Regions from separate parts of the Sus scrofa genome. Here region 1 is linked to region 2. A link is a contact called in public HiChIP or PLAC-seq data. All regions are on one chromosome and are shown on one strand. The core of a region is the stretch at or near the end of the contact, and the rest is flanking DNA. Distances in the headings are between cores, read along the strand shown.

Region 1 (4,844 bases), core at 522-3,021, 690 kb before region 2:
CCGCCAGATCCAAGTTGCATCTTCGACCTACACCGTGGCTCACGGCAACGCCGGATCCTTAACCCACGGAGCGAGGCCAGGGATCGACCCCTCGTCCTCATGGATCCTAGTCCGGTTTGTTACCACTGAGCCAGGATGGGGACTCCAAGGACGACATTTTGATAGGGGACTTCAATATCGTTGATTTCTTCCTTGGGCCTTCTGAGAAGGGCTTCTGCTCAAGTCTCTTATCTGGAAAGGAAAGAGAAGGGCCTAGACCAGGGGTCTGAGGTCTATACTGGAGTGTCGGGAAGGAACTGGAGAAGCCTCCACGGGATAGGTGCCCGGTGGGATGTGGGCAGGAGAGAAGGGAGTCCCAGGGCATCAACAGAGCTGTGGGGCAGGGGCAGGCTTCGGGTGGCTCCAGGGGAGGGGGAGTGTGTTTGAGACCTGTGGTGTGCAGGGCCGGAGTCAGATGTCATTGCTACATGCCCACCATCTCATCTCCCTGGAAGACAGGCCTGAAGATTAGGCCTCGGAGGAGCAGGGAACCAGGACCTCCTAGGGAGTAACTTGTTATAAAGTTACACGAGGGTTGGGCGCTTCCATCATCAATGTTTTCTTTGTTTCTTTTTCTTCTTTTTTTTTTTTTTTTTTTTTTTTTTTTGCATTTTAGGGCCAAGGAAGTTCCCAGACAAGGGATCGAATCAGAGCTACAGCTGCCAGCCTACACCACAGCCACAGCAATGCGAGATCTGAGCCGCATCTGCCAATTAACCCACTGAGCAAGGCCAGGGATAGAACCTGCATCCTCATGGTTACTAGTTGGGTTCGGGTTCATAAACCGCTGAGCCATGAAAGGAATTCCTGTTTCCTTCTTTTAAATCAGTTATTATTGAAGTACAATTTATATACTCTAAAACGTATCCATTGTAAGCATTTAGTTCACTGAGACATGACAATGTGTATATCTGTCACCACCAGCGCAATCATGATAGAGAATTTCTTATTCCAACTTGCAAGGTTTCATCTCACAGCCTGTGGCCTCTTTCCCAAGCAGTGTTATCTAGGTGCAGACTCCCACCCACCTGCAAAAAAAGGAAAAGGAAAAGCCCTCGCATTCACCTTTGTCCGGGACTCACTTAGGAGCACTGATTGTGGAGCGGTTTAGTGGGGACAGGGAACGCCCCTTCCCCAGGGCCTGTGGCGTCGGGGCGGCTCCTGCAGGCACCACCTGTCACTTCCTCCTTGTTGCAGTTTCGTGATCCCGAGTACGGGGAATGGTTTGGCTACCTGAACCGAGAGGGGAAGGTTGCCCTCACTATCAAGGGGGGTCCCTTTAAAGGTGAGTGGGAGATACGGCAGGGCTTCAGGGGCTCGGAGCGCTCGGCTGCCCCTGGCCCTCCCAACCCGCCGTCCTGCCTCTGCGCAGGCTGCTTCCACGTGCCGCGGTGCCTTGCCATGTGCGAAGAGATGCTGAGCGCCCTGCTGAGCCGCCTCGCCTAGGCTCTACGGCGCCCGGTCCTCGCCCGCTGACCCCGCCCGCCGAAGCGCAGAATAAAGCTGAGCCTGCACCATAGCCCGTGTGCGAGAGTCTCTGGGTCTCGGGAAGGGAGAGACCGCCGCGCTGGCCAGAGGGCACCTGCTCACCAGGACAGTGACCCGCCCCGCGCGCTGGGCCCGCCCACCCTGCCAACAAGGCCCGGGGCCCGCCAGGTCATTGGCCCGACCAGACCCCGCCTCGTCACGCCCCGCGGGGAGGCCCCGCCCCGCCCTTGGCCCACCCTGCGCATTGGCCAAGCGGCCGAGAGGGCGGGCCCGCGGCGCGCACTTCCGGCCGGTGGCCGGGCCCGGTGCGCACCGCCCCTTCCGCCACCGCCCCCGCGATCCCGGACCCAGCTCCAGTCCCAGCCGTGCCCTGGCAGCTCCGGCGACGCTCCGGAGCGCGGCGACAGCTGACTGCGCGTTCACGACCCGCTGGGAGCCACGAGCCCCGCCGCCGTTATGAACATCCGCAATGCGAGGGTGAGGGGCCGGGGCCGGAGGCTGTCCGCGCCGCGTGGGAGCGGGGCCCGGTGGCCGCGTGCGCATGCTCCCCAGGGGCCCAGCCGAGCCCCGGGCCAGTCGCTCTGCGCGCCAGCGGCCGACCGGCGCGGCACAGTGAAGGCCACTAAGCCGGTGGGACTGGACCTACGCGAATAGGAGGCCAGGGGCGCAGGGCCGGGGCTTGCAAACCCGTTCTTTCCGGGACGTCGGGGCGCAGCTGGATGGTGTCTGGGAGCTTCCTGGCGCTCACGTTCATTCCTGGAACAGTCAGTTTTTGCGCAGTGGCTGTGAGCCAGGCCTGTGCAGAGACAGATAGTCACGGCGCCCGCCCAGCCCGGTGGGGTGGGGGGGTGAGTAGACAGCCAGCAGAGTTGTAACAGGTCTGAGGCCTACTTAGTCACCACAGCCCCTGGCCTGACCGCATTCCGCTGCCCTCCTCCCCCGCAGCCAGAGGACCTGATGAACATGCAGCACTGCAACCTCCTGTGCCTGCCGGAGAACTACCAGATGAAATATTACTTCTACCACGGCCTTTCCTGGCCCCAGGTGGGCAGCTTTTGCATTTAGGGATGGCGGAAACCAGACCAAGGAAATTCCAGCCTGGGTCAGTTTGGGAGGGGCAGGCAAGGTCGTCAAGACCCTAGCGGGGCGAAGGGGTGAACAGGCCCTGAGTGTCTGCGGGTGGGGGGGGGGGGGAGAGGTGCCTGAAGAGGGCGGAGGAACAGGGCCAAGGTAGGGATCCCCTCTGTGCCTGTCCACCCCTTCTGGGTTAGGGACCAGGGCACAGTGTGGTGCGGGAAAACCAAGCCACTTGGGCCAGAGCTCAGGAACTGTCACTGAGCTCCCCGCCTGTGCTTGGCTGCCGTCTGTCACACACACGGTAAGAGGCAGGCGGTCGGGCCAGGTGTCCGCCAAGGGCGCCTCCGGCTCTGACAGGCGTTTGTTTTCTGCCTTCTCTTTGCTGTCACCCAGCTCTCTTACATCGCCGAGGATGAGAATGGGAAGATTGTGGGGTACGTCCTGGCCAAAATGTGAGTCACCAAAGGATGGAGAGAGAAGCCTGGCGCCTGACCTGGGCCGGGGAGAGGGGGGAGCACCAACTCGGGATGCTGTGCCTGGGGTGGGCTGGTTGGTTGGTTTCTAGTTCAGTTGTGGCTTTACAAGCAACTGAGGGGCGAGTCCAGGGTTCCCATGTGACCTCTCCCCTCTTCTCTAGTCTCCTATCCTTGACATCTTGCGGGACATTTGTTACAGGTGGTGAGGCGACATTGCTACATTGAAGTCCACAGTCTCTGCCTTCTGCCCTCTGTGGACAGATGGCTCCCAGCACCTGTGCCCCTACTGTAGTGTCAGGCCCAGCAGTGTCACTGCCCTGAAAGTCCCTGTGCTCCTCACAGCCGTCTCTTCCTCCCTCCAGCCCTGGTGGCCACTGATCTCTTTCCTCTCTCCACAGTTTTGCTTTTCCCAGGCCATATGTTTAGAACCCGTGTGTAGCCTTTTCAAACCACCTTTCACTTTAGTCATGTGCGTTGAAGTTTCTTCCACCTGCTTCCATGGCTTGAGAGCTCCTTTCTTTTTTTGGGGGGGGGGCTGGCCTGTGGCAGGTGGAAGTTCCCAGGCAAGGGATCAAACCCTTGCCACAGCAGCGACCCGAGCCGCTGCAGGGACAGTGCCAGTTCCTAACACGCTGCGCCACAAGGGAACTCCAGAGAGCTCTTTTCTTGTTAGCCTTGAACGATACTCCATCGACCCTGCATGTCTTTTGGCTGCTGCCTGGGGTTCTGAGAGTCCTGGCTCCCGCCCCCTGGGGCTGGGACGTCTGAGGTTCTTCACTAACCCCTTCTTCCTGCGCTAGGGAAGAGGACCCTGACGACGTGCCCCACGGCCACATCACCTCATTGGTGCGTAGGGCCCCCCCCCCCGCCGGGCTCTGGGGGGAGTGGGAGTTAGTGGGAGCAGCCCTCGAGGCCCACCTTTCTCCCACCAGGCAGTGAAGCGTTCCCACCGGCGCCTCGGCCTGGCTCAGAAGCTGATGGACCAGGCCTCCCGAGCCATGATTGAGAACTTCAACGCCAAATACGTCTCGCTGCATGTCCGGAAGAGGTGGAAGCCAGGGGAAGGGGAAGGGGGGCGGGGAGAGGGACTGTCTTGATGTGGGTCCTGGGGTGCCTTCCTTGGCTTTTGGAGAAGGTCGGGAAGTGGGATGGGTGGGGCGGGGTGGGGGGGGGACGGGACTCAGTGGGGGCAGGACCTGGATGAGCCGTCCCTGCCCACAGCTGAGTCTGTGGGGCTCAGCAGTGCCTTGTTCCCCTGCAGTAACCGGGCCGCCTTGCACCTCTACTCCAACACCCTCAACTTTCAGTAAGTAGATCCGGATATTCCCGAGGGACTGCGATGGGCCCAGGTCTGGCTTATCCAGGTGGCGGGATGGGCTGAGCTGCCTTCGGGGCAGGGGGGTGGGATAGCTGGAGTTTGCCAACACAGGGAGGGGGCCGGGGACTCCCCACCTTGCCCGGACACCTCCTCCGCTCTCAGGGGCAAGGGCACCCGCCTGCTGCCGCCTGCTCGAGGCCTGATGTGATTCCAGGGGATGTTTGGTGTTTCTTGCTGGGCCGGGAGAAGACTGCCTGATGCTGGCGGGGGCCTGGTGGAGGGCGGCAGTAGAGACAAGGGCCCAGGACAGGAGCAGAGGGAAAGCAAGCCACGATGGAAGTGTCTCTGATAGGGTCCTTGGAGGGGCTGTGCCGCCCTGCCCACTAGGAGAGGCTGCCTCTTGACCTGGGTTGTCCTCCTTCTCCACCCCCCCCCAGGATCAGCGA
Region 2 (4,890 bases), core at 863-3,362:
GCAGAACTATGGGGCTACTGGAGACTCAACAGATACAGTCTTGCTTACTACCTCAATCAATGGGACAGCCCCTTCCTGGAATGAGCTGCCCACCCCATTCTCCAGCGGAAGAAACGAATTTAGGTATAACCAAGAAAGAAATTTAGATACACCTCATTCTGGAAGTTACTTGTCCTAAGTGGAGGCAAGAAACTGACAGGTATAAAGGTTTTTCTGAATCTCCACCCATTGGTGTAACACACCGCCCATCACTGACTCTTCTGCATTTGTGCCATTCACCTCCTATCATCCCTCTGTCCAGCAGCCTCAGCCCGGCTCTGTCCTGGGTTAGTTTTGGCTTCTCGTCAAAACACTGCCAATCAGATCATGTTCTGGAAGTGGCTACATCCACCTGGCTGAGGCTTGGGTATCACTCTTTGGCCAGAGAATCAAGTGCACCTGCCCAACTGCCCCGCCTCATCTTCGCAGTCTGTCACAAGTACGTGGCCTCTCTCGTACCCTTGGACATGTCACCACTCTCTCATGTGTGAAGCCCTTTCAGAGTAGCTGCCCTCTCACCCTAGGTTGGGTGAGATACCCTACCAATGTGCCCAGTCACCCTGGCCTATTCCTATATCACTCTAGGACACCGGAATGTGCCATGGAGACTGGAGGAGGTGTAGTGGCTGGGATGCGAGGCCCCACAGAAACCTGAAAGACAGATGGGGGCACCAGAAAGGGAGAAGAGAAGTGACTACTGAGCATCCCCTGATCCACACCCAGCACAGGAGCCAAGTGGACAGCAGAGCTGAGGGAACAAGGTAAAAATACATTCCAGGCGGGAGGTGAAATGTTGTGGATGATGGGGCTCCAGACATGCTGCTTCCTTGGCTCTTCCCATATTCTTTGCCCGGCCAGCTCCTCCTTGTGCTTTAGGTCTCAAGTGAACTGTTCCCTCCCCAGCAGAAGACCTTTCCACAACCATGTGAGCATATCAACAATGAAGAGGCAGCAGATATATCAGAATGATAGCAATACAAGGTATGAGCTGACCGTCTCAGTTCTAACTCATAGTTCTCTGGGCACCTTCTCTATGCCAGACTTGGTCTAACATATTTGATGCTGTGGCACCAAAGTGATGCTCAAAGACATCTACTTCTGGGGTACTCATTGCCGGTCAGCTTCAACTGGTCGCTAGTCAGTCACAACTACATAAGGTAACTGGCATGCTCAGTATGTTAAGATTTGTTCTGGGTTGCAACCCCTGAAAAAACGCCCAGCATAGCGCTTACCTGTTGGCCTGGCTGTCCACTTCCAGGAGCTGCTCAGGTTTTCTGGAGCTGCTCTGCTGCTCTGGGGTGCTGGGATCTGCAGGCTGCTGGGTGGGCACAGCTGGGTTTCCCTGGCCATCTCTTAGGGCTCCGGGCCTCCCTTGCCAGGCCTCCTCTCCCTCCTTGGTGACCACGTTCTTCTCACAACCAGCCAAGTCGCTGTGGAAGAACCAGCACCCTTATGGAGCGAGTGCCGTGGGACCAGCCCTGGCTCACCTACTGCAAACTGATACCTGCTTCCGAGGCCTTGGCAGGTTCCTCTCCCAGATGAGGTGGGAGGGGTTGCCAAAGAGGAGTCCACTACGGCCCCCACCTGTGGGACAGTTCCTCTCCTTGTCAGCAGTACCGACAAGAACACATAATGACTTCCAGGAGGTTTTAACACAATCTTCTCCTCGACTGAAACAGTGACATGTCCTTCCCCTGCGTCCTGCTGCCATATCTCCTTTCTTCTAACCTTCCAAGGCGCAGTTCATCTGTCCTCCCTAAAAAGTACCAAGCCACCCTGTCTGTTCCCCAGGCCACAGTGCTCAGAGGGGTCCTGCACGAAAGCCCAGCAGGAGCCCAGCTCTCTGGGAAAGGGTCTCTTACCCCAGCTTCCTTGGCGGACTGGGTGGGGACCGCCTGAAGCGGAGGAGAATGTTCGGCTTCCGACATTCTCAATCGGGCTGTTGACCCTACAAGGCGCGGGGGGGGAGGGGGGAAAGGCCTTGAAAACCCGGACTCCTGACCAAGCCAGGCTAGGGCTGCCCAACCCATTTGTGATCCTCGCGCGCCATCTGCTGGCCTGCACGGGCCAGGCCGAGAATAAGCTCTGCCTAAGCCTAATTTGCTCACAGCAGCCATTTTCTTTATTGACCGTCCCATTTCCCAGCGGTCATTGCGACCCGAGCTCGCCGCTGCGGGAAATGGCGGCCCGCGCAGCCGCACTCGTGTGGGACGCAAGCGCACGTGAGTCCTGGGCACCCACGCACAGGCGCAGAAGTATTGCTGTGGCTGCTTTGTTTATTGCAGTCTTTTTTATTGCGAAGTAGTTGACCTTACGAGGCATAGCACTTTCATTCTTTTTTGAAAACAGAAGAAAAGTCTAGGGTGAGGGTCCTTTGCAGTTCATAAAAAGCACTCAGGATGTACTTTTGACAACCTACCCGCCCCCCAGCCGCCATTCGCGCAGCTCAATCTCATGGCATAGCTACCGCTACACTTCCTATCACTAAGTCTTCCGAGGGAAATGGAGTAGCAGCGGAAGCCAGGGCTCATCACTTAAGGGACCCGTTTAAAGCAAAAAAAAAAAAAAAAAAAAAAAAAAAAAAAAAAAAGTCTTTTCAAACTTCAAACACCCCATCCCCCATCCTGAAGCTTCTCTTCCCCCTGCAACAGGCAAGCTCGGGCAACAAGCCAAGCTGTGTGCACTAGCTCTTCTCATTTCTTCATTCCTTTCTCCCTGTCAACTCTCCACGGAAGCTAATATATTGCTTAGCAATATCCCAAAATATCTGTGCTGAAGGACCTCTCTGTCCCTAGTGTCTAGGACCAATATCTGCCTCCAGGTAGATGAGCTTTGGAGACACCCCAATTGGCTGTTTGGTTTCTGCTTCGTGCCTCACCCAAAATTTAGTCTACAATCACCATAAGATTATATATCAGGGCAAAAAAAAAAATTGTACAGTAGAAAGCGTAGGCTTCATGTTGACCAGGTAACCGCAACTGGTCCCATCTGCCAGAAACACAATTCTGATAAAAATATAAAGTGTGGCAAAGAGGAGCACCAATTTTATATAAACCAATGAGTTTTGTATTTGTGTTTATACCTGACTCATGGCTGAAGATTTAGAATTAAACCCTAAGATCTCTGTTCAAGTCTGTCTCCATGTTTATGTACAGATGTATATTATGTATGTGTAAAATTTTTTACCTCAGGATAGGATTACCAACTTAACTTAAAAAATCCCTTATCCTCTACTTCAACGGACTTAGACATAAAATCACTTCTTATCTGGAGGACTGGTATACTTCCTAGCTCTTCTCCCTACCTGCACCCTGCCCACTTCCAGTCCATTCTTTTCATCACCATCACAGAGAGAACTCTAAAGTACAAATCTGACCATATCAATGCACTGCTTAAAACTTTTCCAATATTTCCCATTGTGGCTCAGTGGTAACAAACCAGACTAGTATCCATGAGGATGCAGGTTAAATCCCTAGCCTTTCTCAGTGAGTTAAGGATCCAGTATTGCTGTGAGCTTTGGTGTAGGTTGCAGATGCAGCTCAGCTCTGGCGAGGCTGTGGCTGTGGCAATGTCCACTGATGGATAAATGGATAAACACAATGTAGTATGTCCAGATTATGAAATATTATTCAATCTTAAAAAAGAATAAAATTCTGGTGCATGTTACAACATGGATGAACCATCAAGATATTATGCTAATCGAAAGATGCCAGTTACAAAAAGACAAATACTGCACGGTTCCACTTATATGAAGTTGTTGTTTCATGTGGACAGGGTTCGGCTTTCGCAAGGTAGAAACAGTTCTGGAGATTGGTTGCACAACACTGTGAACATACTTAATGCCACTAAAGTGCACACTTAAAAATGGTTAGGATGGTAATTTTTATGTTATACGTATTTTAAAATTTAAAAACAGGAGTTCCCATCGTGGCGCAGTGGTTAACGAATCCGACTGGGAACCATGAGGTTGCGGGTTCGGTCCCTGCCCTTGCTCAGTGGGTTAACGATCCGGCGTTGCCGCGAGCTGTGGTGTAGGTTGCAGACGCGGCTTGGATCCTGCGTTGCTGTGGCTCTGGTGTAGGCCTGTGGCTACAGCTCTGATCCCACCCCTAGCCTGGGAACCTCCATATGCCGCGGGAGTGGACCAAGAAATGGCAAAAATAAAATAAAATAAAATAAAATAAAAAAAATAAAATAAAAACAAATTTCCTTACCTCCTCTTTATCCTCAGGAGAAAGTCCAAGTCCTTATTATGGCATAAGGGTCTGACCCTGCCCATCTATGCTTGTGATAATGTAGTTTTTGTCCTTTATTACACTGATACAGTGTGTGGTGTGTTGGTGTCTCTGAGAGCACCCTCAGGTTCAGTGATTTGCTAGAACTCCCAGGACTCAGCACATAGTCCTCCTCTGGTTAAGATTTATTACCATAAAAGGATAGCAAGCAAAATCAGCAAAAGGAAAGTGCAGTGTTTTCATCCATAGCCCAAGGTTTTTATTAGAAGCTGGTCAGGTAAGTGCTTTCTGCCTAAAATGTACCCAAATTCCCAAATCCCAGAAGACAAGCAGAGATTCACCATAAAACACATCATTTGTACAAGTAATCTAGGCCATCAGCCTCGTCATGAATCATTTAGGGGGAGGTTCCTATCTCTGTAGAGAACTGTTCACTCTTTCAAGTTCCAAGAGACCAGCCAAGGGCCCAGCTTGCAAGCAGGCCTTAATAAGGAGAGCAGTCTCAGGCCTGCTAGGTTAACCCCTGTCTGGACACCATCTGCCCAACATCAACTCCTCCACCGCCTTCTGTCCATAAACTACAGCCACATCAAACCAAACAGTTCTCCTTACTGTC

What was found. HiChIP or PLAC-seq counts read pairs in DNA pulled down with a chosen protein or histone mark.
Region 1: a contact with region 2 is called in an H3K27ac HiChIP or PLAC-seq map of alveolar macrophages. The contact joins the promoter of NAA10 here to the enhancer-like site in region 2. A contact is called at or near these places in 1 of 5 promoter capture datasets (liver), 5 of 47 Hi-C or Micro-C datasets (embryonic fibroblasts, liver, mesenteric adipose tissue and 2 more) and 1 of 2 datasets of contacts at active chromatin or transcription factors (alveolar macrophages).

Annotation. Positions count from the first base shown.
Region 1 is chrX:124,659,671-124,664,514 of Sscrofa11.1, reverse strand. It overlaps NAA10 (N-alpha-acetyltransferase 10), which reads left to right and starts at 1,771. Exons shown (of 8, transcript XM_013986517.2): 1 at 1,771-2,004; 2 at 2,473-2,571; 3 at 2,998-3,056; 4 at 3,881-3,926; 5 at 4,013-4,128; 6 at 4,342-4,386; 7 at 4,836-4,844. The coding sequence starts at 1,984. RENBP (renin binding protein) reads left to right here. Exons shown (of 11, transcript NM_213900.1): 10 at 1,237-1,324; 11 at 1,412-1,558. The coding sequence ends at 1,485.
Region 2 is chrX:123,974,828-123,979,717 of Sscrofa11.1, reverse strand. It overlaps ZNF185 (zinc finger protein 185), which reads right to left. Exons shown (of 22, transcript XM_021079960.1): 18 at 1,272-1,469. Among named protein-coding and RNA genes, the nearest start is that of PNMA5, 22 kb to the left of the region's middle. Within about 2 kb of position 2,112, at least 27 of the 83 cell types and tissues checked have an H3K27ac peak or open chromatin away from gene starts, as enhancers often do. A contact at or near this core is called in alveolar macrophages, embryonic fibroblasts, liver and 1 more, where this site is marked.